Regions from separate parts of the Mus musculus genome. Here regions 1, 2, 4 and 5 are each linked to region 3. Evidence: chromatin contacts called from public promoter capture Hi-C data. All regions are on one chromosome and are shown on one strand. The core of a region is the stretch at or near the end of the contact, and the rest is flanking DNA. Distances in the headings are between cores, read along the strand shown.

Region 1 (5,216 bases), core at 1,482-3,981, 590 kb after region 3:
AATGAAAGTAAAGAAGCCCTGTAAAATGAGCTTCCCACTCTTAAACTAAGTTCTTCCTAAGTCTGCTGCACTAACACAAGTTGTCACAATATACGGTAGAACTCAATGCTCTAAAATATGTACCATTAAAGAATAAATACTGCCAGGCATGATTGGCATATACCTTTGATCTCAGCACTCTCTCTCTCTCTCTCTCTCTCTCTCTCTCTCTCTCTCTGTGTGTGTGTGTGTGTGTGTGTGTGTGTGTGTGTGTGCGTGTGCGTGTGCGTGTGTGTGTGTGTGTGTGTGATGGCTTGAATATGGTTGGCCTAGGGAGTGTACTAGTAGGAGGTGTGGCCTTGTTAGAGTAGTTGTGGCCTCGGAGTAGGTGTGGCCTTGTTGGAGAAAGTGTGTCATCCTGGGTGTGGGCTTTAAGACCCTCACCCTAGCTGCCTAGAAGTCAGTCTTCTCATGTTTGTCTTTGTAACAAGAAGTAGAACTCTCAGCTCCCCCTGCACCATGCCTGTCTGGATATTGACATGCTCCTATCTTGATGATAATGGGCCAGTAAGCCAGCCTCAATTAAATGTTGTCCTTATAAAAGTTGCCTTGGTCATGGTGTCTGTTCACAGCAGTAAAACCCTAACTAAGACAATATGTATGTAATCAAAATCTTTGTATTGGAAATATATGCTATTCAAGTATTTTAAAATACCAAAGATACTCACGATTAAATGGTGACACATATTTGTCGCCCACAGTGATGTATTCCATCTCACTGAAGAGGCCAATCCTCTCCATATCTGTTTTCCCACCTTCTATCGGCATGATTGCTCCTTGGGGTGGTAACTTCACAAAGGTTCTTAGATCTTCTTTTGCAGCAAAATCCTACTTTACACTGAAAACTACAGGAAATTAATTTTAAAGAAAAGAATGATTATTAAATATCAAACTATTTATTTGCCATTATTTTAAGTCTCTGGATTGGTTGGTTGGTTGACTTCTTTTACGTACCCGCACAAGCCCCATCAGATAGGCTTGTGCATAGCTTTTGTGAGACCAAACTAGGAACAATATACTTTGCAGGTTAAAGTTTTTGTTTCCAGTTAAGACAGTTAAGACTAAGCTCCTGTTCATCCTGTACAGGCTACGGTTTCTATTTGTAGTTAAAGAATACGTTCCTGTTTGTCCTGCGTTAAGTGCTTCCAAGTTGAGATTTCTCCTTGTAATTAAGGACTGATCCCTGTTTCTTAGATAGGATGTAAACTGCAAAATGTCTTTCAACCAACACTAAACTTGCTACCCGATTCACATGATGTAGGAACATGACCTTGTTCCTTCCCTTTCACATTGTTCTTTGGTTTTGTTTTTACAATGTATAACAGCCAACTCTCTCAGTCCGGTGAACGATCTCTCTCTCTCTCTCTCTCTCTCTCTCTCTCTCTCTCTCTCTCTCTCTCTCTCTCTCTCGTGTAAAAAGGACCTAATGAGGCTGCCGCAAGGGGTGCTCTCAGAGTGAGACAGCCAGCAGGCTAGTACGGGCACACCCCAACACACAGCTTGCTTTAATTGGACAGTCATGGAGTTGGTCTCTTCTCCTGGAGATTCTCCGCTTTAACACCTTCCCAAGCTTCATTAACAGTCATCTTATATCCGTGGTTTGGCACCCTTTATTTTCCCCAGTGAACTGACAGCTAGGAACCATGAACTGAGTTTCAATCTCCTTCACCACATTCTTGAGGCAACGCTGCCCAGACTGGAATGGAACTCCTGGAATCAGGGAACCTCTGCCCTAACCTCCGGAGCGGCTTGAACGACAAAACCCCTTTAGTTTTTTACCATTGTCGCCCCAGCGCTTGCGGCCAATGCCTTCAACTTTGTCCCTACAATAAACTCTTTAAGTAAAACTTACAAAGTATTCATTCACACATTTACGCAATGTTTTTTGCAACCCTCTCCTTCTGGTCAGGTAGAAGTAGGAAAACAGACTTTAAAAGGCATAAATTTTGGTTTATAATCACGTAGACACGAAAATCGTGGGATTCTACCCAAGTAGAATATGGCAAGTTCCCTTCAAAAAGTTTGGCTAAGAAGGTTCCTCTGTTACAGCCCTGTCCACTGCATCCTTGCAATTTACTCAATAAATTCTTTTCTACGCCAGGAAAAAAAAAAAAAAAGTTTGGCTAAAAGGGAGAAACTGCAGAAAATAAATGGACTGATTGTCTAAGTTATTCCCTCTAAGGAAAGGTAGCTTGAAGTAGGCAGGTAGCTAAGGAAAACCCATGTCTGCGAGGCCGAGTCACCTCTCCAAAAGACACCTAATCCCACAACCAGAATCAGATGGACCCTGCTCCGGTCGGGGATCACTCCACAGCAGAGCCCGAAGAGCTCGAGGCCACGCGCTTGGCCGGGGCTCCAGCCTAGAGCGCAGCAGCAGAGGCGCGCGCCGCACAGTTCCGCAAGCTGCCGCTGGCGCATGTTAGGCCGCGTTGCCGTGGGAACGGGAGAACCCTTTCCCAACGTGCTACTGTAGGCCCTCGGAACGTTCGAACCCGCACGGCGCGTCCACGAAAACGGAAGAAAGGCCATAGAATACGTAAGTCTCAGCCAATAAAATCTCTCGAAACTAAGCCTTCTGTTTCCCCGCCATCGGCGAATAGTTTCCCTGTGGTACGCTCCGTGATGGTTGACGCGAAGCATTCTGGGAGTTGTAGTCACCTGTCGGAGCCCCGCAGTCGGCGGGCGTGACGTCACTTCCGGGACGACCCTTGCTTGCACGAAGTAGGTGTTCTTGCCATCGCCAGTGGTGCTTGGTAAGTGATTCTGGTTGTCAGTGACCTCCCCGTATTTACCCCTAGGACTTCGTCAACCGTTAGGAGAATGGCTCCAGGCCCCTAAAAGGAGCTGCTCCTGAGAGGCCAAAAGTCGCGGTACAAACTATCCTCACTTGGATCTCTTGGGTGATCTGGTCACCAGCAGCACCGGGTCATGCGACTCTCCGGGTCAGTCAGTGCATCTTGACAGTAAGGCACTATTTGTCGTATTTAGAAGCTAGCTAAAAGAACTTTTGGTTTTGAAAAGATAGACCTAACTTCCTTAAAATAGTCTTCTCCCTTCGCTTACGTGGCACAGAACTCTCCAGCTTCCCCCTTCTCCTAGCTCAGCTAAGTCCTGCCATCTGTACCGCAGATGATAATCTTCAGCTTACACCCTGAGCTTTCTCTCCGAACCCAATTCATAAGTCTAGTCAACTGCTTCCACTTAAATAAATCATTCAAACTCAGCAGTTACAGAGCCGGCTCATCATTTCCTGTTCTCCCCGCACTCTTCCTTCAGAATTCCCATTCGATAACCCAGCTCACCCCTCCTTGTGCCCACCAAACCCTTGACAAACTTGCCTCATCTCAAGAACAAAGTCAATAATCAAGTCTGGGTTCTACTTCTGGCTGGCTGTATTAAAACCTTCTTTACCGTCCTTGAGCTTTGTCCTTGCTGTCCGTCCATGGGTCATAGTCTAAGTGATCTTTTGCTTTGGTTTTAGGACAGAGCCTCACAAAACCCAGGCTGTCCTTGAACTGGCTACACAGTCAGGAATGACTTTGAAATCCAGACCTTCCTGCCTCTACCTCCCAAGTGTTGGGCTTACAATCGTATACATCAGCCTTCCTACATGTTGTTTCAATTAAGCGAACCTTCACCAATTGGCCACTGTGCTTAGAATGGGCTTACACACATAAGAATACCTCTTTACCTTGGAAAATTTAAGGCTTCTTTTATGGGCTACTTACCTGCCCTTCGAATTTCAGCTTAAATATTACATCTTCATAGAGTATCTTGCTTTAAAAGCCTAAAGAGACCCTGGCGCTTTCACATATGATTGCTTAAAGAATTGTCATAACAACCCTGGTTGAAGTACCATATCTTTTCCCCATTTTTTACAGAAAAGAATAGGCGTGACTGATTATGTTAAGCAGAAATCTTATTGTATAAGTACCCGAGTTAAACCTTACTCTTGCTTGTCTTTTCTTTTTTCTTTCTTTTCTTTCTTTCTTTTTTCTTTTTCTTTCTTTCTTTCTTTCTTTCTTTTTTTTTTTCAAGACAGGGTTTTTTGCTTGTCTTTTCAATCTTCAGTTTATGTAAGTATTTTTCTTACTCAAATGGTAATGTTGTTCTAAATTTATCAAACTTCTCACTGGTAGTTCTCACAGTATTTTCCAGTTTTGAGGGGTTTAGTTTTTTATGATAAACAACAGAATGAATGGACAGCATTATTAAACTTTTTGTTGTTCGCTTAGAATGAAGTTAATGGAGTGAAATTGGGACATGGTGTAGTCTTTGAACAGGTTACATAAAAGCTGTCACTCTTGCAGAGATGTGACAAGAAATTTACAAAATAAAAAACTGCACCGGCACCTACTTCATAATGTTCTGACAATCAAAGGTAATATATGCCCAAGGTTCAGTCATTTGAAGCCTTAGGAGTCAGTTCTAGCTCACTTGTTCCAGAATAGGGTTTGTCTGAGGGATTCATTGCTGTGAACAGGCACCATGACCGAGGCAACTCTTATAAGGACAACATTTCATTGAGGCTGGCTTACAGGTTCAGAGGTTCAGTCCATTATCAAGGCGGAAACATGGCAGCATCCAGACAGGCATGGTGCAGGAGTCGCTGAGAGTTCTACATCCATCTGAAGGCTGCTAGAAGACTGGCTCCCAGGCAGCTAGGACAAGGGTCTTAAAGCCCACACCCACAGTGACACACCTACTCCAGCAGGGCCACACTTTCTAATAGTGCCACTCCCTGGGCTAAGCATATACAAACCGCCACAGGGTTCTTCTGTTAGTGTCTTTTGGGTTGCTGTAATAAGACACCGTGCACATGACCAAGAGTTTAGTTGGCCTTATGGTTCTGGAGTTAGTGCCTATGGTTCTATCATTAGTGCCTATGGTGACGAAGCAAAGCCATGACTTGGTGAAGCCTCTGGAGCAGCATATGAGAGCTCACATCTTGATCTGCAAGCAGGAGGCAGAGAGCATCGTGGGAATGGTGGGAGGCGTCTGAAGCCCGAAGCCAGCCTCTATGGCACACCTCTTATCCTTCCCAAACAGTTCCACCAGCTCAGGACCAAGAATTTCAATATGAGCCTCTGGGGGCCATTCTCAGTCAAAGCACCATGGATTCTTGGGTCATGTAGTCCTTAAGTGTTCAAGTCATAGTTTAAGAACTTGATAAAATC
Region 2 (5,281 bases), core at 2,229-4,728, 660 kb after region 3:
CTTAGGAAAGATCGGTGCCTAAGTCTTTTCTTTTGATCAGCCAAAAGCTTTTGGAGCAAATAAAGCCTGTGAGACCAAGGTGGTCTTAAGACAAGAGGCTGACAAACACCATGACTTGAATTTTATGATGTACTGGCGTCCGTGGGTGGCAAACAGCATGTGCCAGAGGTTCTACAGTCCCTGCCATGCAGCAGGCCCACTGGCATGATCAACCCCTCTCCTGCAAGAGGCTCCTCAGGCTCCAGGCAATAACTCGCCACTCCCAGCTGCTCATTTTGTAAGCAGGAGCCACTGTCAGCAGAGGAACATGGAAGAGCACATGACTGGTTGAAACTGACAAGGAAAATACATTCACAAGCTCAAGTATGAGGGCACGAGGACACTGGGGATTTCTTTATCTAAAGCCTGTTGATTCTAGTCACGTTTTCCCAAGATAAAAAAAAAAATGCACTAAATGGGCTCTTCTTCCAATCCAAGGACATGAAATTAAATAAGCAAGCCTCTGACAGACAACCTGAACTATTTTTTTCTTAAATTTAGAAATAAAACAGAAGTAAATGTTTGCTGTGACCACCAGGAATAGGTATAAATCAACAAAAAAAATAAGCTCTTGTTATAGTATTTCCTGAAAGAACTGTACAAGCTTACACAATACAACTGTCATTAACATCTCACCAATGCTCAACAGTAAATTATTCTCTTGGAAAACCAATACTTTCACCTCAAAACTTTCTTTACTGTATACAAACTGGTTTACTTTGTAAATGTTTAGACATTCACTCACACCTCTATTCTGCAGAAACCCTAATGATAACCTCTTGAAGTTATTTTATTTTGGATAGTTAAAGCACCTGACAGTGGTAGCACAGAGATAACATGAACAGGGCGAGGCCACTGGACAAGAAGCCAGGTTAGCTCTACAGAACAGCACAGGGCGAGCTCGGGAAGCCACCCTGCCATCTCTTCATTTATCTCCAGCCTCTGAGATGGGAGCCGTGCTGATCTCTGAAGCTACCTCTGACGGCTGTGGAAGGCGTGCGCTCCCAGCTGTGAGCAACATCAATAGCTTCTTAGGAAGTAATGCTGGCTGACCATTGAGTTCTCATGCAGACCAGAGCTTTGCGAGTGAACGCCAAATGTGGAACACTTTATGGACGGCTCCAAACTGTCCTATAGGAGATTGCTTATGCAAATGTATTATATGAATGGATACTGCGGTGCAGTTTAGAGCCAGCCCTCCACACATGAAGAATTGACATGCTACTGCGACTCTCAAAGTGAATGCTGGAACTAGCTCAAATGTCTGTCATCTGTTCACCATGCATGTGCTTCCTCACCGGCTCAGCATTGTATCAGGATCAAAAGACAAACGAAGGACATTTCTACTTAAATCTGTCCATAAAGCTGCCGTACTGTAAGGCAATTCAATATTCAGACAAAGGGTAATGGTAATTTGGAACAACTCACTTGTTGATGGTTCTTCCAAACGTGACCTGAACAAGAGCGATTAATGTTCTTCGCACCCATTTAAACACTAAAATATAAGACAGAAGAAAACATTTATCTCAGGATATTACAAGTGTCCCAGTTTCACAGCTCAACAAGGCAAACAATCTTGTCCTTTGATTCCATCTGAATCTATGTATTGATCACAGGACCCACTTTCTGGAGACTGGGTCTGAGTTAGCATACTCCTGCTCAGGAAACTCTGACCAAGGTTTCATTTTTCAGTAGGCAAATGAAGAGGTGAGAGTTAAGAGGACCCCCCCCCCCCGCCTTTTTTCTTCTGCCTACAGAAGAGCTGAAATAATACTTTACTTCCCATGCCATGCCCTGGGCTGCTGATAGCATGGCTGGTCACCACAGCAGACAGTGCAATTCCTGTTGTACATTTCTGCTTCCAATTTTCTAACAAAGGATCCTCAGGAGAAATGTCTGTATTCGAATGTTGACAGACATTAGCAAATGTGAATAAAGTGATGCCCTGACTGCTCCCTTGGAGTGCTCTAGTCTGTTCAACACACTGTACAGTAATATCTCATGTGCTTAAATGGGGGCAAGAGATGAGAAGTTTAAAACCAGAGTCCTGAATAATATGTGAATTATTTTCTTGCAACACCTTCCAGAGCAGTTGGGCATACATCACCTTGCTGAACCTCAGGCCCCTCATCTGGAAGAGGATGAGATTAAAGTGGGCCTGTGTTACTCTGTCCCTGTGGGGTTTGATAGGTATGCCCACCCCACCCCCCATAGACCCATGTGTGGCTTGTTGGAGAAGGCGTGGCTTTGCTAGAGGAAGGACATCACTGTGGAAGCAGGCTTGAGGTACCCTATGCTCAAGCAGTGTGACACACAGTTTCCTGCTGCCTACAGATGAAGATATAGAACTCTCAGCTCCTTCTCAGCACCGTGTCTACTTGTGTGCCACCATGCTTCCCATCAGGATAATAACAGAGTGCGCCTCTGACCTGTACGCCAGCCCCAATTAAATGTTTCCCTTTAGAGGAGCTGCTCTGATCATGGTTCTCTTCACAGCAATGAAACCCTGATTAAGACAGTCACTAAGGGTATTTTCTGTGCATGAGGGGTTCTACCTGTCATAACTTTTATTACTAACATAGAGACATTTTACAGGTGTAGAATATTAATGTAAACAAAAAAAGGAAAAAAATGATATTTTTTACATTCATAAATTTTAATATAAAAGTTTTAAAAATCCACATTTCCATCTCTAGCCCCTGAATGTTTGGCTACTAGCACAATGATAAACACAGACTTGGCAACAATGGAGCCAACAGTTCAGGCCTTCTGGATCGAGTAGGGAAAATTAAAAGGAATAAATTCCCAAAGGCCCTCTCCCAAGGGTGATTACACAAGAGCAACAACTGGCATAGACCCAGCAGTAGACCAAGGTATGTAAGGGTATTCCTAACTACTGACTGAGCCTCAATGCCTAGTTAAAAACCTAACCACCCCCAAATAAAAGTTAGGGTCTGGATTCAGACCCATGCTTCAGAGATGCCTGGAGCCTCTGTATGGGATGTATGTAGATGTGTTTATTTTAGGCTGGCCTTTGGGCTAGAATGAACATTTCTGTTCATGACGATAGCTTTGCTTGGCCTTTCTAGGTCAGGAGAGAGGTAGTTCTTAGCCAGCCGGTCTGATCACAACTGCCTGACAGTTGAGGATTTAAAATAAAACTGTGTCTTACTAGGTCCTTCTGTACACCGAACACAAAGAAGCAGCAGACGTTTGCTGGGCTCCCTCCCATCACTGGGTCTCCTCACCTAGAACTTGCCCTGTCTCCTCATTCCCAGCCCCCACCTGCCCAAATGCCCCCTTGACGCCTATTAAAGCACGTCTGTTCAAAGCACGGTGGCCGCTGCAGCAGCCACCCGAGGCGTCTGCTGATGGCAAATGCATCCTGTCTCGTTATCAAGGCATTCTATTTATTCCTCTCGGAAATGTCATTGACAAAACCAAACATGCTCTGAGCAGACGGTCAGCGGAGGATGAGCAGGCTAAAATGCCAGCATTTAGCATCCTCCTAGGGCTGGGACTGGCTCTGATGCAGACACAGAGTGTTTTCGTCTCTTGGAGGTTATGGGAAAGAAGCTACCAGGTAGGACGCTGCATTCTCATTGTTCACCCTCTGTGGCAAATGGGAAGACGCACAGATTTGTGGACAAGATTTCATTGAAGAAAGAAAGACTGAGTGTAATACTATTGTTTTCTGACGAAACTGAATCAAGTTAAAGATCAGCGACCATTTTAGAAGAATCTAAATTACAACAAGGCTAAAAAATCTTTCATCTGAAAGAGTTTAATATTTGACTAATTTCTTAAGCAGTTTAACTAGCCTCCATTTCTAAAGTTTATTTACTCTATAACTTTAGTTACTGAAACTATTCTACACTCAGCCTTCATATATTATACATCTTATACATTTATAATATATGATATATATCCAAAACACTACCCTGGCATCAAAACTGCATCTTTAATCACAGGCTATGCAAATCATTTTTTGAGTAAGTTCTGGTGATGAGACAATGAAACTATACTGAGCCACACGAAAAGAGTTCAAAGCATTGTCTCTGTTTTAACACAGAGGAGCACAATGCTGAGTACAGCAGGAACCCAAGTCTCAGGAATATAGAAGTTCTCTCTGTCCTAAGGCTGTACCTTCAGCACCAAGGATGAAGTGTAACACCTGAAGCATCTTTAAAGTGCATCTTGGATGCATGAACACATGAGTACAGATACATTTAATACATGCTGGAAGCAGAGCAATGATCAATAAATCCCACTGCCATCAAAGAGACTTACTTCCTCGAAGTTCGAAAATCTCCCCGATCAGCATGAAACACGGTTCAGCCAAGGAATCCTTCTTCCCGTCCACATCATCCCCGTAATCGGACAGGTCGCTGTCCTCTTCTATCTCCTCCTGAGGGACAGGCAACATCGCAGACAGCAGGTCACGAACCCAGGAAAGTGTAGTCGGTTCACGTACAGACCCCAAACTCCCACTTCCACCCTACCCTTATTCTATCAGTGTCCAACCTCAGGGGACAGCCTGACTCTACAGCCAGATTCAAAGCTTGAAATAAGCTAACTGGGGTTGGGGGTGGGGTGGGGCTGGGGAACACTCTTTAAATAATCAGGGAATTGTAATACAGTTTCCCAGAGATGATGAGATTTTTTTTTTTGCATATTGACTTTTAACCAAAATGTTTTTTAATTCACTGCTCTTAAAAATATGCACATTTTAAAGTAATTGAGATATTTTTAAAGTTCTCCTTCAAGCATTTCCCATACACTTGAGCTAGTCTCACTTCCTGATCTACATATTTCAATTCAAACCTTCCTATATGCCAGGCACCAGGCTGGCACACTTGAGTGCAATGAGGCCAGACTCTCAGTGGCTGACAGTGGTCTATGGAGACTGACATACAGACATGGCAGCTTTCACAGGGCAGGATGAAGAGCTCCCCAAAAACCAAGCAGCTGAGAAGGCAGCTGGAGACTATTGTTCTAGTGTCTCCAAAAATCCCAAATCTGAACGTAATAACTCCAGAGCCAGCAACGGTTCCATCTTGTTGGGTCACTGGCCACAGAGGCCCTGTGGACACCCCCTGAACATCACAGGCTATGCTAAGGCTATTGGCTAGTCACCACAACTCGATGGTCAGGCCCTGTTGCTGAAGACCACACTCAGGTCCCTGAACACAGAGAGGCTGAGCTGGCACCTGACTAGAAGCTTCACCACTACTGACTAAAG
Region 3 (4,768 bases), core at 1,270-3,769:
TATCTGCTCAGGCTTGTCTGCTGCCCGCCACTGTCAATACCTTTGTCTTCAGCTCTTAAGTGTAGACGCACACACCATCAGGAAGACTTGTGAAAAAACACAACATTCGATGCATTTTTAGTTCTGAAAGCAACTGAAACTTAATTTTTTTTTCACTTTTCAGTAACATTGGGTTCATTTGCTAATGCAGATTAGCTTCTGCAAATAACACCAACTGCAGAGTTATTTAAAAGTAAAAAGGGTTTGGAAAATACAAAGGAAACTACTATGTGCTCGGATCAAGGAATGCCTCTTCCCTTCCTGGCTCTTCTGCCTGTTCTCATGTCTATTTGCTAAAGAAAAGGGCTGAGCCTAGAGCTTAAGGTCACTGTGAAGATCTGTTTGCTCATGAAACATTAATTGTATAAATGTTAAGGACTAGTTGCTACTAACAAAGGCCCAGTTCCTTAGGTAACTAGAGCAGCTTTCCAAGTGTAAGTGATTTTCCATATTAAAGGGTAACTGGTTGACAAACAGCTTAATTTGACTGACTATTATGGAACTTCCAGTGCTGACAAGGATGCACCCATACCATGAACAACTTTCTTCTATGAGCATTCAAAAGGGCGGATAAGTTTGCACACACTTTAAAACATCTAGCAACATGCTCTCGATAAAAGTAGAATTCACTGTCACTCTAGAGTCTCGAGTTATTTGGTAAGGATAATGCGTTGATTTCAAAGGGTAAGTATATGGTGTGTGTGTATGGTGTGTGTGTGTGTGTGTGTGTGTGTGTGTGTGTGTGTGTGTGTGTGTGTGTTTGTGTGTGTCCGCTTAGAAAAGTGGCCTCCAATTCCCATTCTGTTCTGGTGAAGTCAGTCATTGTTTCTGTAGTAACTCAGGGCCCCAAGACAGAACTCAAGACCTCTGGGAGATGTAATTCTAAGCATCACAGGTCTCCTTTGTAACAGATGAGGTGATACATATGTAAATTAACTAGGTGTCATGTAAAGGAAAGTCATTCCTCTTGGGATCTGATCCTCAAACTGTGGAAGCACAGCCATTTCTTAACCATTGCTGCTCTCCAGTAGAGCGGGTTGCCTGGACACCTGGTGCATTCTGTCGCAGAGAAAGGTGCTTGAAAATAAACAGACTCGTGAAAATCATGCTCACTGTCTAGGGTTCAGTGCTTCGGGTAGCAGAGACCTAGCACACAGTCTGTCCCTTCCCTCTTTTTCTCCCTTGATCAACAAGAAGTTTACTGTGAGGATGTTAAGGGAAAGTTTCTCATAGTCTATGTTGGAAATGACCAGAAAGCCTGGGAGTGGGCGGAGTGAACCCGGGAAGAGATTGTGGCAGGCAGAGGGTGGAAGTCAAAGTTGACAACACTGTTGCTACTCACCCTTCTGGGTCATCCTGGGAGTCGCTGTCCGAGGTCCATTCCTCGCCAATGTCAGGCAAGGTGAAAAACAGAGTTTTGGGAACCGGACCCGGGGCCATCCATACACTGGGCTCTCGCTCTCCAGGAGCTCGCAGCTGGCGAGGGTTCCGTGGACTTGATGCTGTGACGCTGTTGCTGCCCAAGGGGATGGTGACAGAAGGCAGGGTCGCCCAGTCAACCCCTGGGCTGGGTAAAGTCACTGAAGCCACTGAGCCGGCAGAGCCACTGTAGGGGGTTAAGGGCGGTGCTATGGATGCTCCTGAGCTGCTGGGCAGAGATCCGGAACACCCTGTTGCTTCTACCCTTTGAGCAGCTGCGGAGCTCCTGGGGTGCGAGGCAGGGAGCGGAGTGTGCACCGGGGTGAAGGGCTCCCGTGAGGCCGCGGTGTCTGGAGGCAGAGATGGGAGCAAAGTCAGGGTCTCAGCCTCTCTAAGCGACGTGCTGGCGCCGGAGTCTACTGATCCTGTGGCCGCCGCGCCTCCAGGGTGGCTGGAGACTGCCGGGGATGCTGTTGAGAGCTTGAAGATCTTGGCAAACAGAGACCCCAGGTCCAACACAGCGACCTTCATGCCTTGGTCCTGGAGAGGTTACTGTGACTGTCGCCGGGAGGTCAAGGACACCAGGTGCTGGTCTGCAGGGCTCCATCCACCACCCCCTGCAGCGATCTGGATCAGATGGCTCTGGGGACGAGCAGAGGGTCCTGGGGTCCTGGCACACAGCTTCCTCGAGGCTTCTAGGTCTTTTTTTCCACCCACAGGAATCCGTTGTTTCAGCGTTTAGTTCCTTATGGGTCTGACAGACCCTCTCCAATGAACCCACAGATGTAAAGGCGACAGAGGGAGGCTGGTTACCCTCTGCAAAGAGAAATCCCTCCTGTCCCACAGTGTAGTAAGATGTTCAAGGGACCAGGGGCACAGAGCTCAAGGAGAGGACTAGTGTTGGATGCACGGATTATGGGCTAAACTCGCTGGAGATTCTCTGGCTGGCCCCTGGGGCTGCACAGGCGGTTGCTAAGCTAAACAAAACCCCTGCTAAGCTCTCTGCTAATTGGACTCCAGGCTGTAGCTGGGCTGTGTCCACAATAGAAACACCAGCTCCCCTCCTTGACTCTTGCCTTAAAGAAACAGTCTCAAATTTCGCCACCATCCTTACAGCTTCAGGCTGCCCAGGAGCTACTAGGACCTTGAACATAATCCCTGCAAGCGGACCCATCGGTTCCAGAATGTTCTGGAACTCATTCGACTTGACAAGTTCAAATATACCATGCTCATGATCATGATCTTTGATGTGAGAAGGGTGAGCAGGAAGGTGAATTGAGGGAATATGCTTGAAATGGGCTCCACTTTGTTTACCCCAAGATTTATTTTCTGTCCATCACTGAAGATGTCAAGATATCTTATGTGGAACAAATGGCATTACACCTACTTTGATTTTATATATGTATGAGCTGAGCTATGGTTATTTTTATACCTTCTGGTAAGCTTTGCATCTCCGTTTGTTGTAACTATGACAACATTTAAAAACACTTTTAATGAGGGGATCTCTACACTACCAACTGAAGACCAAGCCTCTAGCGCATGAACCTGGGAGGGTGTTTCTTTTCAAACTGTAACATAATTGGAACATCAAGCTTTATGTTTTCCCATAGGCAGCTCATTTTCTACCTATCATATTGAAAATGGCCCATGATCTCATTAGTGTATCCTACCTGGCAAATAAACATGTCAGAAGCACCTTTATAGAATTTCAAGACTCATTTAGCACTGAGAGACAAGGAGATACAGTGTTCTTGAAGTACAATAAAACTAACAAAACAAAACAAAACAAAACAGATACTTATCTATCTCAGGTTGTGACTGAGATAAGCCCTTAGACACAAGTGTAGCACATGACCACCATCTCAGTCAGCATCACCTGGGAGAAAGCACAGCACCTGCAGAGGGGGAGGGGCAGGGGGAGGGGGAGAGAGAGGGTGAAAGAGAGAGAGAGAGCTCTGGAGCAATAAGGCTCCATCTAATCAGATTCTGGGACTAGGAAGAGTATGCAGTCGTCAACATGGAAAGCTTGGAAGGAAGGATCTGGATGAGGGGAAGGGTGAGTGAGTGCCAGACAACCCCAGGTCAGCAGTGGTGGACCCTAGAGACAGAGGTGCTGGGGACAGACCAGAAAGGCTGTGACGACTGTAGGACAATGAAAGGCTATCAGAAGCAGACTGGCATTGGCCAACTGCCACTTGCCATGTTCTTGTCATTCCCCTGTGCTGCAATTTGCCAGATGGTCCCCAAGCTATGGAACATATGTCAGGGCATTCAGATACTTCACATAGCTCCTCAGGCTTGCAGTAAATGTTATGTGAATGGCTGGTCCCTTGTCCTTACACACACACTCTCTCTTTATATGTAGATATAGATATAGATACAGATACAGATACAGATACAGATACAGACACAGACACAGACACAGACACAGACACAGACACAGACACAGACACAGACACAGACACAGACACAGACACAGACACAGACACAGACACACAGACACACAGACACAGACACACAGACACAGACACAGACACAGACACAGACACAGACACACACACAGACACAGACACAGACATAGACACAGACACAGACACATATATATACACAGGCACACATACACAGACTCATATAATTCCTACAGTAATATTTCTGAATCATAGTTGACCTCAACTGAAACCATATGACAAAAAACCTGGGTGACAGGACCATAATATAATTAAGTTCTGATGAAGTCATTTGCATGGACCCTAAGCCAATGGGACAGTATACTGTGAGCAAGAAAAGTGACATGGGAGAAAACACCCTAACCTCTGTGGTGACAGATATGTGGACAGTCTCAAAACTACTGTTCAGGTGGTAGAGGGAGAGAAAAATCCTGACTTCCAGGTTTCCAGGGGATCCGAGCTTTGCAGATACCCAGTGTAGGATTTGTAGCCTGCAGAAGTGTGCTACGTGAAGCCATCCTGACGTGGCAACTTGTTATGATAACCCTAGGAAACTGTTAGGGGATTGCTTAAGCAAAGAGGAGCTTTTCACCATCATCGTATTTTACTTGTGATTCTAGAAAAGTATTCAGTGGCCACATTGGCTCTAAACAGCTGGCTATAAATTCAAGTGGTGATAGCAACTGTCTTTAATCCGTAGAGAAAGCGACAGAAAGAGAGAAGGCCCATGGAGGAAGGTCCCACTGCTAGTTAACTAATGACTGTGGCTTTCTGAAAAGCTAGCCCCATAAACAAGGGGCAGTGGATGAGTGATTGACCCTTTTGTTTTTGCAGACACTGCTTTGGAAAAATGATCTGTAATT
Region 4 (4,861 bases), core at 1,840-4,339, 780 kb after region 3:
ACTTACGCTACCATGTCCAAAACTTTTTCTACCAGGCAACTGGACAGAAGCTCTGCCATCAAACAACTTGCCATTCTCCTCCCCAGAACCGCTTCGCATGAATTACATTATTCTAAGCCTCTTAGACATGGAATCATGTATTTGTCTTTTCTGACTAGCTTTCTTCATTTAGCATCATTTCTTAAACTTTCATGTATTAGGATTTCGTTCCTTTTCGTGATTGGGTAAAATTTCACTGTGTATGCAAGTGCCTGTATCAACATTTTATGTTCATAGACTCAGGTTGTTTTTATATTTTGAGTATTATAAATAACAATGCTATGAATCTAGATGTACAAATATCCAAGATGCTGCTTTGAATTCTTTTGAGCATATATCCTGAAATGTAATTGCTAGTTCATATAATTCTATTTACTATTTTCAAGAAAATACCATAATTTCCTATCCTGCTGTCTTATGTATCAACTGTGCAAAAGGCTTCCAATTTCTTTGAGTCTTATCCATCTTGTTGTCTATTTCTAGTTTTTGCAACAGCTACTTCTAAAATGGTAACTCTCCAAGTGGGGCTAAAATGAACCTCATTGTCTGACTTTGTATGCTTGGTGTGCAGGTACAGAGCAAAGTACCACAGTGAAGCTGTGGTTCTAGGGTAACTTTGTGAGCACAGGTGTGTCATAGAAAAGTTGTGAGGTTGTAGCCAGTTTTTTACTTCCACTGTGGAATCTAGAAGTTCTATTCAGGTTGTCAGGTTGCCTTTGGAATTACTTTGTACCAGTTGTGCTGTCTCCGTGGCCTTGAATGTTTTCTTGTGTTCTGGGATCTAATTCTAGTCATCTGGCAAGCACATTTACCTACCAGACACGATCATCTCAAAGGCCTTCACAGATTTTGATATGCAGTTCCTTAATGGGTAGTGTCTTAAGCGACTTTTTTATTGCTGTGTCAAAGCAACGTGACCAAGGCAACTTATAAAATAGAGCAATTAGTTGGGTTCCCAGTTTCAGAGGGTCAGAGTCCATGATAGCAGTGCAAAGGCATGGCATGGCAGCAGGGACAGATGACAACTCCCTTCTTAATCCAAAAGCAGGAGGCAGAGCAGTAGAAGGCTTTTGAGATCTTTGCCAAAGCTCACCCCTAGTGCCACACTTCCAACAAGGCACACCTTACTCCTTCCCAAACAGTTCCACCAACTGAGGACCAAGTATTCAAATACATGCATATAGAGGTTATTTTCGTTCAAATCATTTTTAGTGAAGTCCCTGTGTTTTCTTGTGTTGTTGGCTATTTGTATCTTCTTTGGAGAAATGTCTACTCAAACACTTTATATCTACCCTGACAGAATATTTTTTCATTAGTTAAAAATTAAGTGAAATACTGTCTTTGAGCCAACAAAATGAAGAAAAAAAGTTTCTCTTTGTTAATAATCAGGACCCCAAAAATATAAAATATATTGTTCAAAATAAGAGTCCTTTCTTGAGTCTGATGGCTGTGGTTGTGATCACACACACACACACACACACACACACACGATTAGACACCTAGACACTTAGTGAAGCTCACCTCTGGGTGTGTCTGGAGGGCATTTCCAGAGACATCATGTGGGCTCTGATCTCATCAATGAAGTGACCCTTGATGGATTCATAATATGCTGGCATTATTAGCAGGTGGTGATAGGGAGGAGGTGGCGCCTAGGTGGAAGAAGGTCACTAGAGGTATCTCTAGCATTATACCTTGCCCTGGCCTCTTCCTGTAGGCCAGATTCTCCAGTCTTATAATTCCACAAACTGCTGCTCTGTAGTGCCATGAAGGACTGAACCCTCTCAAAATGTGAGTCAACACATCTTTCCTCACTGTGTTAGCTATTCTGTCATGGCTCTGACAAACAATACACTCGTAGTCCCTAGGATATAATGTTAAGTTTGTGCTTGCTTCCTTAGTACCTTTATTTAAGTGCTGAGAACTTATTATGGCTGTAACAAATTACTACAAAGTTAGATGTATAAAACAACTCATTGATTTGGATTAGGGAGCTGTGGAGGTCAGAAATCTAAAATCCAGGCATATTTGAGTTCTTTCGGGGTAGAAGCCACTTCTCCCCTCTTTTCAGTCTTCCAGAGATGCATGCATTCTTTGGCTCATTGACTCTTCCACACATCACTCAACTATTTTGTGTCCCAGCTCCTACAACTAACTGGCTTGGAAGCTTTTGCCTCTCCCTTTTATAGGGATTTATAGTGGCTGATTACACAATGAGCTCCTGGATAATGTAAATTTAATTGCATCAGCTAAATTCTTGTGCCAGATAAAGTAACATATTCGTGTACTCTGGTGATTAGAGGATAGAGATCAGGAGTGTACTGCCATTCCTGACCCTTAGATGTGTCAACAAGAAATTAAGGCACTCAACCGTCTATAGAGATCATTTTTTATATTGCTTAAAGTGGACCTTCACCATCAGAAGGGCCATCCTTTATGGGTTACCTGCCCCGGTGCATATTAACTATGCTTGAATTTGAAATTTTTTCCTCCTTTGACACGGGCCTCACGATATAGCCCTGGCTGGCCTGGAAGTCACTATGTAGAACACAGGGATTCCTCTCCCTCTACTCCCAAGTGCTGAGACCAATGGCATCCGCCACCAGGACTGGTTCGTGTAAACAGCGTTTTGCTGAAATAAAATCGAACAAAACACACAGTCGTCCTCCATTTTTATTATTGTCATCTTGTTACAGAATTACAAGATTACAGCGTCTTTTTAGGAAACCATCCCGGACGTCTAGACCTACCGCAGCGTCGTGGGTAGGCGAGCAGGTGATGCCCTGGACAACAGGGAGGCCTTGGTGGCCTCCTTTCCATGAGCCTCCGAGACCTCGCGAGGTCCTGCCGAGAAGCTGTCGCCCCTGCAGCGCCGGCCTGATCACTTTGACCGGGTCTCCCGGAACTACGGACGACAGGAGCGCAGCCCTCACCCTCGCCGGCAGAGACTCGGCTCCGCGCTCGCCCCGCCTTTCCCCTTCCGCTGAGTCCAACCCCCGGAGCTTCCGCCCGCGCTCAGGCGTGCGCCGGTCTCCGTTAGCTTCTACCGCGGGGGAGGGAGAACGGTGGAGGTGTGGCTGCGCGTGCGCAGAGCGAGCGAGAACCCGAACGCTCCGCGGGGCGCAAGAGTCCGTGGCGGCCACAGTTCGCAGGTGAGCGGCGCTCGGGCTTCCGCATCCGGTCGGTCTCCAGCGGGCGAGACGGCCCTCCCCTGCGTTCGGGGTCCGTTTCCCCGGTTCAGTGCCCGACGGAGGCGAGCACCCGGGGTGGGTACCGCCGAGCCTCCACGGTGGGGGGGACACAGGCTGTCCTCAGCCCTAGGCGCCGCCACCTCGGCCTCGCTAGCCCGCAGGGCGAGCGACGTGGTAACCGCTATTAAAAAAAAAAAAAAAAAAAAAAAAACGATAGCCCGGCCCGCAGGACGCGAGAGGAGGCGTGGAGTCGGGGTCCGAGCCCACGGCTGCCCCTCTCCGGGCGCTTGAACCCGAACCCACAGCTCTGAGGCACTGAGTGTGAAGAGGCAACCGACTGGGGTCCTGGAAGAAGCCCCAGACTCCTGAAAACCAGGTGTTCAGTTTGAGCCAAGATTTTTGTATGCTTAATTTGGTGCCCTATTGTGTCCATATCGACAGATAAGGACTTATCTCAAATGTACAAAATGCCGTTTTTAATGACAGGTTATTCGAGTATTCTTTCTGGTGTATTGGGAAAGCGCTGTTATTTCTACTGCTAGTTCTGCATAAGCTAAAACATCACTCTCCAAGTAACTTCCAGGTAGCTTTGACAGCAACCTGGCTCGATCCACCAGAGGGTTGTTAGAGTCTCATGAACCATCCTTTGATTTTTATCCTTCTCCCGTGTGTTGTAAGATAATCTTAACGATCCTATAAAGCTACAATTTTTCTTGCCTATTCCCGAATGTAAGTTGAATTAGAAGCAACCTTGATGTAAATTTTGGCAAAAGAATCGTTAATGAGGGAGATCGTCCGCTAAGTTTTCCTGGAACTTAAGTTTGTGTGTGTACAGCCACTCTTGCCCAATAGAAATTCTGACTATAAACACCAGAAATTTGACATACACTAGGCAGTGGGCCACCTCTCCAGCGGAGAGAGGGACATTATCAAAATACGCTGGAAACATGATGGTTTTATTCTGTTTACATAGGAGGCAGAGTAAGAACCTGGGCTGAGCCTTAAATCTCCAGACCTCTTTGTGGGATAAACCCAACTGTTGTAGGTCTTTTTCTAGACACTGGATGTATAAAGGTGAACAAGAAAGACCTCTGGAGCGCCCAGTCTGGTAAGAGTGGCTATACCTCCACCTCCTCCTCGCCCCATCCTCTCCTCTCTCCATCTTTCTCCAGAGCTCAGGTGATCCTCTTAATTTGGCTTCACTAGTAGTTGATTTATAAGCACACGCTATAAGGGGTCCAACGCTAGCCAGTCTCGTGAGGAGACTCCCGTAGGCAAAGTTTTAGACAAATCTCTTCCCGTTCTGCTCTTGGACCCCTAGAAACTAATTAGACGAGACAGCATCAGTGTGGAAGACCACAGTACAATTTCCTGTGTCCTTCATCCGGTGCCATTCACCGTCTCTTTTGAGAAATGGCCTTGTTTGGCCTAGAACTCACCAAGTAGAAGACTGGCTGGCCAGCAAGTCCTTAAGGATCCACCACCTCAGCACCATGTTTACAAACACACGCCAGCGCCCTCTCCTCCCCCCAACTGGAGCACTGGAACTATTTAAGCTTTTCTATCTCACCCAACCTACTTCTGAATAAACCTAAGCATACACTTCAGTAAGATGTCACATGTCTGTTAGTCAA
Region 5 (5,102 bases), core at 2,073-4,572, 830 kb after region 3:
TCTGCTTCGATGTGTTAAATGGGCCCCTCCGATGGCCTTTTGTCCACTGTAGACCTGTAAGATCTAAATGAGGGGGCGGGGCAGGGAGAGAGGCAGGGAGAAAGGGAGAAAGGGAGAAGGGGAGGGAGAGGGAGGGAGGGAGGGAGGGAGGGAGGGAGGGAGGGAGGGAGGAAGGAAGGAAGGAAGGAAGGAAGGAAGGAAGGAAGGAAGGAAGGAAGGAAGGAAGAAAGGAAGGAAGGAAGGAAAGCAGGCAGGCAGTCAAGCCAGCCCAGACTTGCATTAACATTGAAGCCCTTGAGTTTCTTCTGTTCTGTTGGCTATCTCCTGCTGAGCCTACTCTTAAGAATGATTTGCTCCCTGGTGAGACTCCCTTAGAGAAAACTAACATTGATTTCCAAAGATTCCATTGAGTTTCTGCTCTGTTGGCCATCTCCCGCTGAGCCTGCTCTTAAGAGTGATTTGTTGCCCCTAGAGAAAACTAAATTTTCATTCGCAAATGTTTAAGGGATGGTAGGTAGTGTGTGCTAACATCTCCTTTCAGCTCTTGGGCCCCACCCAGTGCAGACCCACTCAGGCCCTGTGCTTGCTTTTGTTCTCAGAGAGTTCATATGTGCATTGGTCATGTTAATTTAGAGGAGCCTCCTTTTTTTCTTGGTGCCCTCCATCCCATCTAGCTCCTACATTCTTTTTGCCTCCTCTTTCAAAGAATTTCCTGAGCCCGAGGGGAGGGATTTGATGGAGACATTCCACTTTGGGCTGAGTGTTCCAAGTTTGCTCACTGTGCTTATTTTTGGCTTGGGCCTCTGAATTTTTCCCCCATCCACTGTAGGGGGAAGCATCTCTGGTGGTGGATGGCTGAATAAAGTCCAGGTCTATGATTACAGCAGAATGTCATTAGGAGTCATTTTCTCCTAGGCCATTAAGTCTCCAGTTCTTGGTCACCCAAGTAGCATTGGGTATGATCCCATCTCATGGAGTGGGCCTTACATCAAATATTGGCTAATTGCTCCCCCAAGTTTTGCGCCACAAGCACTAGTGTATCTTGCAGGCAGGTCACCATTGTAGATCAAAGGTTTTGGAGCAGGGTTGGTGCTTGCCTTTGGTAGTGTGCAAGAGGACTTTTCTAGTAGCATGAACACGATTTCTGCAGGGATGAAATCTCTAGTTAGGCACCAGCTAGATGTCTCTGAGTTCAATAGAGATGTTGCTTATTTTTATCGATGAAAAAACAATGTTGCTACTTAAACACTCTTGCAAAACCTTCGTTTACTTTGTTTCCTTCTAATAGGATCCCAAAATAGAATGGATACATTGAGTATTTTAAAGGTTTCGTAGCTCTTGAATAAATTCAACAATTATTCTTGGGCCACTTAGATGGATCAGCAGATCAAGGTGCTAGCTGCTAAACCCGATGATCGGAGCTTGATCCTCAGGCCCAGTGTGGTAGAGGGAGAGGTCTGATGCCTGAAAGTTATCCTCTGATCCATCACTACCACTATTACCACCACTACCAGCTCTCACACATTCCCCTAACTAAACAAAATAAATAACTCTTGAGAAATCAGAACCACCAATAATACAATGTGGTCTTGCTCATCATAGATCCTACTCCAACACTGCCCTAGAAAGAACATCTTTTAGTCGCTTGTGGCATTTCATGAGTTTGTGATGAAGTTATGTGTATGCTATAGAATGCATTTTAACTTGGCAGATTTTCTTTTCTTTCTTTTATTTATTTATATACGTGTGTGTGTGTGTGTGTGTGTGTGTGTGTGCGCGCGTGCGTGCGCGCGCGCGCAAACTTTTAGTCTTCCTTGAACACTGGCACAAAAGCATTTATATTAACAACTATATACTTGAGACAATAAATATGTTGAGTAATTTTAAATTTTGTTTCTTATTTAATTTTTGTTCTATCATGTTGTTCTATTAGTATTATTTTATGTAGCTATAAACAAATTTATACTATGCATATTAGCATAAAATATTTTTTCCTTTTTAAAAAACTTTTTAAAAGATTTATTTATTTTATGTATATGAGTACACTGTCATTGTCTTCAGACACACCAGAAGAGGGCATTGGATTCCATTACAGATGGCTGTGAGCCGCCATGTGGTTGCTGGGAATTGAACTCGAGACCTTTGGAAGAGCAGTCAGTGCTCTTCACTGCTGAGCCATCTCTCCAGCCCTAAAATAATTTTTCTGTAAACAGATTATTGACTCCTCATAGGTATATTAGTCTATTTTCTTCTACTCTGGAAAAAAACATTTTCAGTTATTGTTAATACATCTAACACATGTTTATACCTGCTGGCACATACCTTTAATGCCAGCATTTGGAAGGCAAAGGCAGGTGTGTCTCTCTGTAAGTTTAAAAGGCCAGCCTGGTCTACATAGCAAATTCCAAGCTAGTCAGAGCTTCATAGTAAGTTAAAAAACAATGAAAAAGCATTATGCTAAGGATATATGGATCCAATTTCACTGTTCTCTATAGCATTTTGGATATCCCAGCATCATTTTTAAAAAAAGATATATTGATTTTTTACATATATCGGTGGATCTCTGTGCACCACATGCATGCAGTTCCCAAAGAAACCAGAAAAGGGTGTCAGAACCTCCCTGGAACTGGAGCTAGTTGTGAGCTGCCACACCGGTGTTAGGAACAGAACCTGAGTCCTCTGGAAGAGCAGCCAGGCTTCTAACTGCTGAGCCATCTCTGCAGCGTCCAACATTAATTATTAAGTAGGTATCTCCTTCCCCTATTATTTGTCATTAGAGACTAATTCTAGTTTGCCATACACTAAGTTATGCAATGGCTTAAAATTAATGAAATATCTATAATTATGGTTTATTTCCTTCTTGTTGCTCTTTGGGGGGAACTACAAACAAGAGATTTAAAAAAGCTGATATGTCTGGACTTTTTGCTATTAAGCTGTTCTAGGACTAAAACAGTACTAGGAAAAATTTAACGGACATTTAAACTGAATATAAATAAGCCCCTTAATTAATCAATTAATTAATTAATTGTAAATTCAGGAAGCATGTCATCTTCGTTGCATTCATCAGAATTTTTGCTATTTTCTGAGTAGGAGCACGTTTCTCCTCCCTCCGCTCCCACCCCACCCCACCCCATGTAGTAGGAGGAGCATAGCTGGAATCAAGAGGCTTTCCACGGAAGCCCAGCCGTGTCAAGCTTGTCCATGTGGATTTTCTCAGGAAAGAGAGGCCTCAGATGCCCTCCGGAGCAGGGGCAGCCTGGAATCACAAGACTCGGGTATCGCTTACACAGAGCAGCGAGAGAATGGAGCGAGGCAGAACACGTGTCTCCCTCCCAGCCTGCCCCGGTGCTCCGTGGCCCTCTGCCAGCCTAAGAACAGGACAAAGCATCCAGATATGACAGGGGCCCTGCTCTCTAATGCTCATGATGTCCTGGAGGTCGGGCAGCGGCAGCAAGCTCTGTAGAAAAGACAATCAAGTATTGAGCTGTCTTTGGGAACTGAGAACAGCAAAGATCCACCAAATAAAGAAAAGCCAATTGCTAGCACAATACCTGTGAGCCACTGTGACTTTCCAGCTGCACAGAACTTCCTACGCGCTCAATTTGGCATAAAGCAAATTAGATTTATTTGTTTGTTTGTTTATTTATGCATTTATGCATTCGTGCATGTGCACAGAGGACAACTTGGGTGACGTTCGTTCCTCGGGTGCACCTACCTTTTTTTTCTCTTTTGTAAGGGTCTCTTGGTGTCCAGGTTTTCCATGCCTACCTGCCTTTTCTTTTTTTTCTTTTTTCTTTTTTAAACACACATCTGGGAGTCAAACTCGGGCCACAATTGCAAGGCAAGCACTTTTACTGACTAGGTTCTTCAACACCCAAAATATGCTTTGACTGTATAGGACTATGTGTGAGTTGTTGAGTGCAGACCAATGCTAGGTACTAGACACAGTCACATGCCACACTGCTCTAGACACAACAAGAGAATAAACACCTTCCCATGATTCTTGCTGAGAGTAGCTTCATGATTTCAAGCTACAATATGCATCATAAAACATAATGAGAGTTTTCTATAATTGTCTATAGGTAAAGTCCCTATTAGAAGACATGCCCCCCATGACAATACAGGACTTAGAAAATAGAATCAACCAAAATGCTTCCATTGAAACTACAGTAAGCATCTTTTTTCATGTTTATTTTTAATTTTTGTTTTTGTGTGTTTGGCAGCAAGAGGTGATGGGTACCAAATGTGTGCAGCAACTAGAGCTACAGGTAGTATAAGCTGCCTGATGGAATTGCTGGGAATTGAACTCAGGTCCTCTGGAAGAGCAGTAACTACTTTTAACAGCTGAGCCATCTCACCACCCCCTGCCTTTTTCCTCCCTTATAGCTGTAGAAATGGTTCACTCTCTACCTCCTCCTGTAGTCATTTCTCTTTTGCTTTTCTCCATCAGAATTAAAATGGCACAAATCAGGTCCCCCTTTTCACCTTCCTATCAGCATTATTGACTGTTGCTTCTGGTCCCCAAATGCTCTGCAGGGCACTGATGATGCAGAATTCAGAAGGTTGTCACTGCCTGGGAAGGAAGCCATAGGAGGGATGCACCAGCCATACTGCCTGAAAGGCTGAGCCAGGGGACGGGACATGAATCCACATAGAAGTTGTGGTTGTGTTTTGGGATGGTCTTCACTGTGATACAGCAACAACTTGTGTTTTTGATTTATTTTAATCTATGTGTCTCTGTGTGTATATGCCGTGTGTGTGTGTGTGTGTGTGTGTGTGTGTGTGTGTGTGTGTGTCTTAGTTAGGGTTTTACTACTGTGAACAGACTACATGACCAAGGCAACTCTCATAAGGACAACATTTAATTTGGGGCTGGCTTACAGATTTGGAGGTTCAGTCCATCTTCATCAAGATGGAACATGGCAGCATCCATGTAGGTATGGTGCAGGAGCTGCTGAGAGTTCTACATCTTCATCTGAAGGCTGCTAGAAAAAGACTGACTTCCAGACAGCTAGGACAAGAGTATTAAAGCCCATGCCCTCAGTGACACACCTACTCCAACAAGGCTACACTTCCTAATAGTGTCACTCCCTGGCCCAAAC

Evidence for each region. Promoter capture Hi-C pulls out the DNA fragments that hold promoters and counts their contacts.
Region 1: a contact with region 3 is called in a promoter capture Hi-C map of liver, with 3 times the contacts expected there. The contact joins the promoter of Ufsp2 here to the promoter of Fam149a in region 3. A contact is called at or near these places in 16 of 39 promoter capture datasets (the 3T3-L1 cell line, 3T3-L1-derived adipocytes, cranial neural crest and 8 more), 1 of 484 Hi-C or Micro-C datasets (olfactory sensory neurons) and 5 of 115 datasets of contacts at active chromatin or transcription factors (bone marrow-derived macrophages, embryonic limb bud, embryonic stem cells and 2 more).
Region 2: a contact with region 3 is called in a promoter capture Hi-C map of hippocampal neurons, with 3 times the contacts expected there. The contact joins the enhancer-like site here to the promoter of Fam149a in region 3. A contact is called at or near these places in 7 of 39 promoter capture datasets (the 3T3-L1 cell line, cranial neural crest, embryonic stem cells and 3 more) and 1 of 9 other capture datasets (embryonic stem cells).
Region 4: a contact with region 3 is called in a promoter capture Hi-C map of embryonic stem cells, with 2.9 times the contacts expected there. The contact joins the promoter of Cfap97 here to the promoter of Fam149a in region 3. A contact is called at or near these places in 7 of 39 promoter capture datasets (the 3T3-L1 cell line, cranial neural crest, embryonic stem cells and 3 more), 1 of 484 Hi-C or Micro-C datasets (cortical neurons), 1 of 115 datasets of contacts at active chromatin or transcription factors (bone marrow-derived macrophages) and 1 of 9 other capture datasets (embryonic stem cells).
Region 5: a promoter capture Hi-C map of liver shows a contact between it and region 3, with 4 times the contacts expected there. The contact joins the enhancer-like site here to the promoter of Fam149a in region 3. A contact is called at or near these places in 4 of 39 promoter capture datasets (hippocampal neurons, liver and pre-B cells) and 1 of 484 Hi-C or Micro-C datasets (cortical neurons).

What each region holds. Positions count from the first base shown.
Region 1 is chr8:45,972,797-45,978,012 of GRCm38.p6, forward strand. Ufsp2 (UFM1-specific peptidase 2) reads left to right here and starts at 2,732. Exons shown (of 12, transcript NM_138668.2): 1 at 2,732-2,792. 1700029J07Rik (RIKEN cDNA 1700029J07 gene) reads right to left here and starts at 2,456. Exons shown (of 7, transcript NM_001033148.3): 1 at 708-2,456. The coding sequence starts at 807.
Region 2 is chr8:46,036,988-46,042,268 of GRCm38.p6, forward strand. Snx25 (sorting nexin 25) reads right to left here. Exons shown (of 19, transcript NM_001372342.1): 15 at 4,330-4,447; 16 at 1,468-1,534. Among named protein-coding and RNA genes, the nearest start is that of Lrp2bp, 29 kb to the left of the region's middle. Within about 2 kb of position 3,479, at least 14 of the 459 cell types and tissues checked have an H3K27ac peak or open chromatin away from gene starts, as enhancers often do. A contact at or near this core is called in hippocampal neurons, where this site is marked.
Region 3 is chr8:45,379,772-45,384,539 of GRCm38.p6, forward strand. Fam149a (family with sequence similarity 149, member A) reads right to left here and starts at 2,520. Exons shown (of 14, transcript NM_153535.2): 1 at 1,382-2,520. The coding sequence starts at 1,989.
Region 4 is chr8:46,160,562-46,165,422 of GRCm38.p6, forward strand. Cfap97 (cilia and flagella associated protein 97) reads left to right here and starts at 3,090. Exons shown (of 5, transcript NM_025747.4): 1 at 3,090-3,188.
Region 5 is chr8:46,213,764-46,218,865 of GRCm38.p6, forward strand. No RefSeq gene overlaps it. Among named protein-coding and RNA genes, the nearest start is that of Slc25a4, 5.3 kb to the left of the region's middle. Within about 2 kb of position 3,323, at least 150 of the 459 cell types and tissues checked have an H3K27ac peak or open chromatin away from gene starts, as enhancers often do. A contact at or near this core is called in cortical neurons, hippocampal neurons and liver, where this site is marked.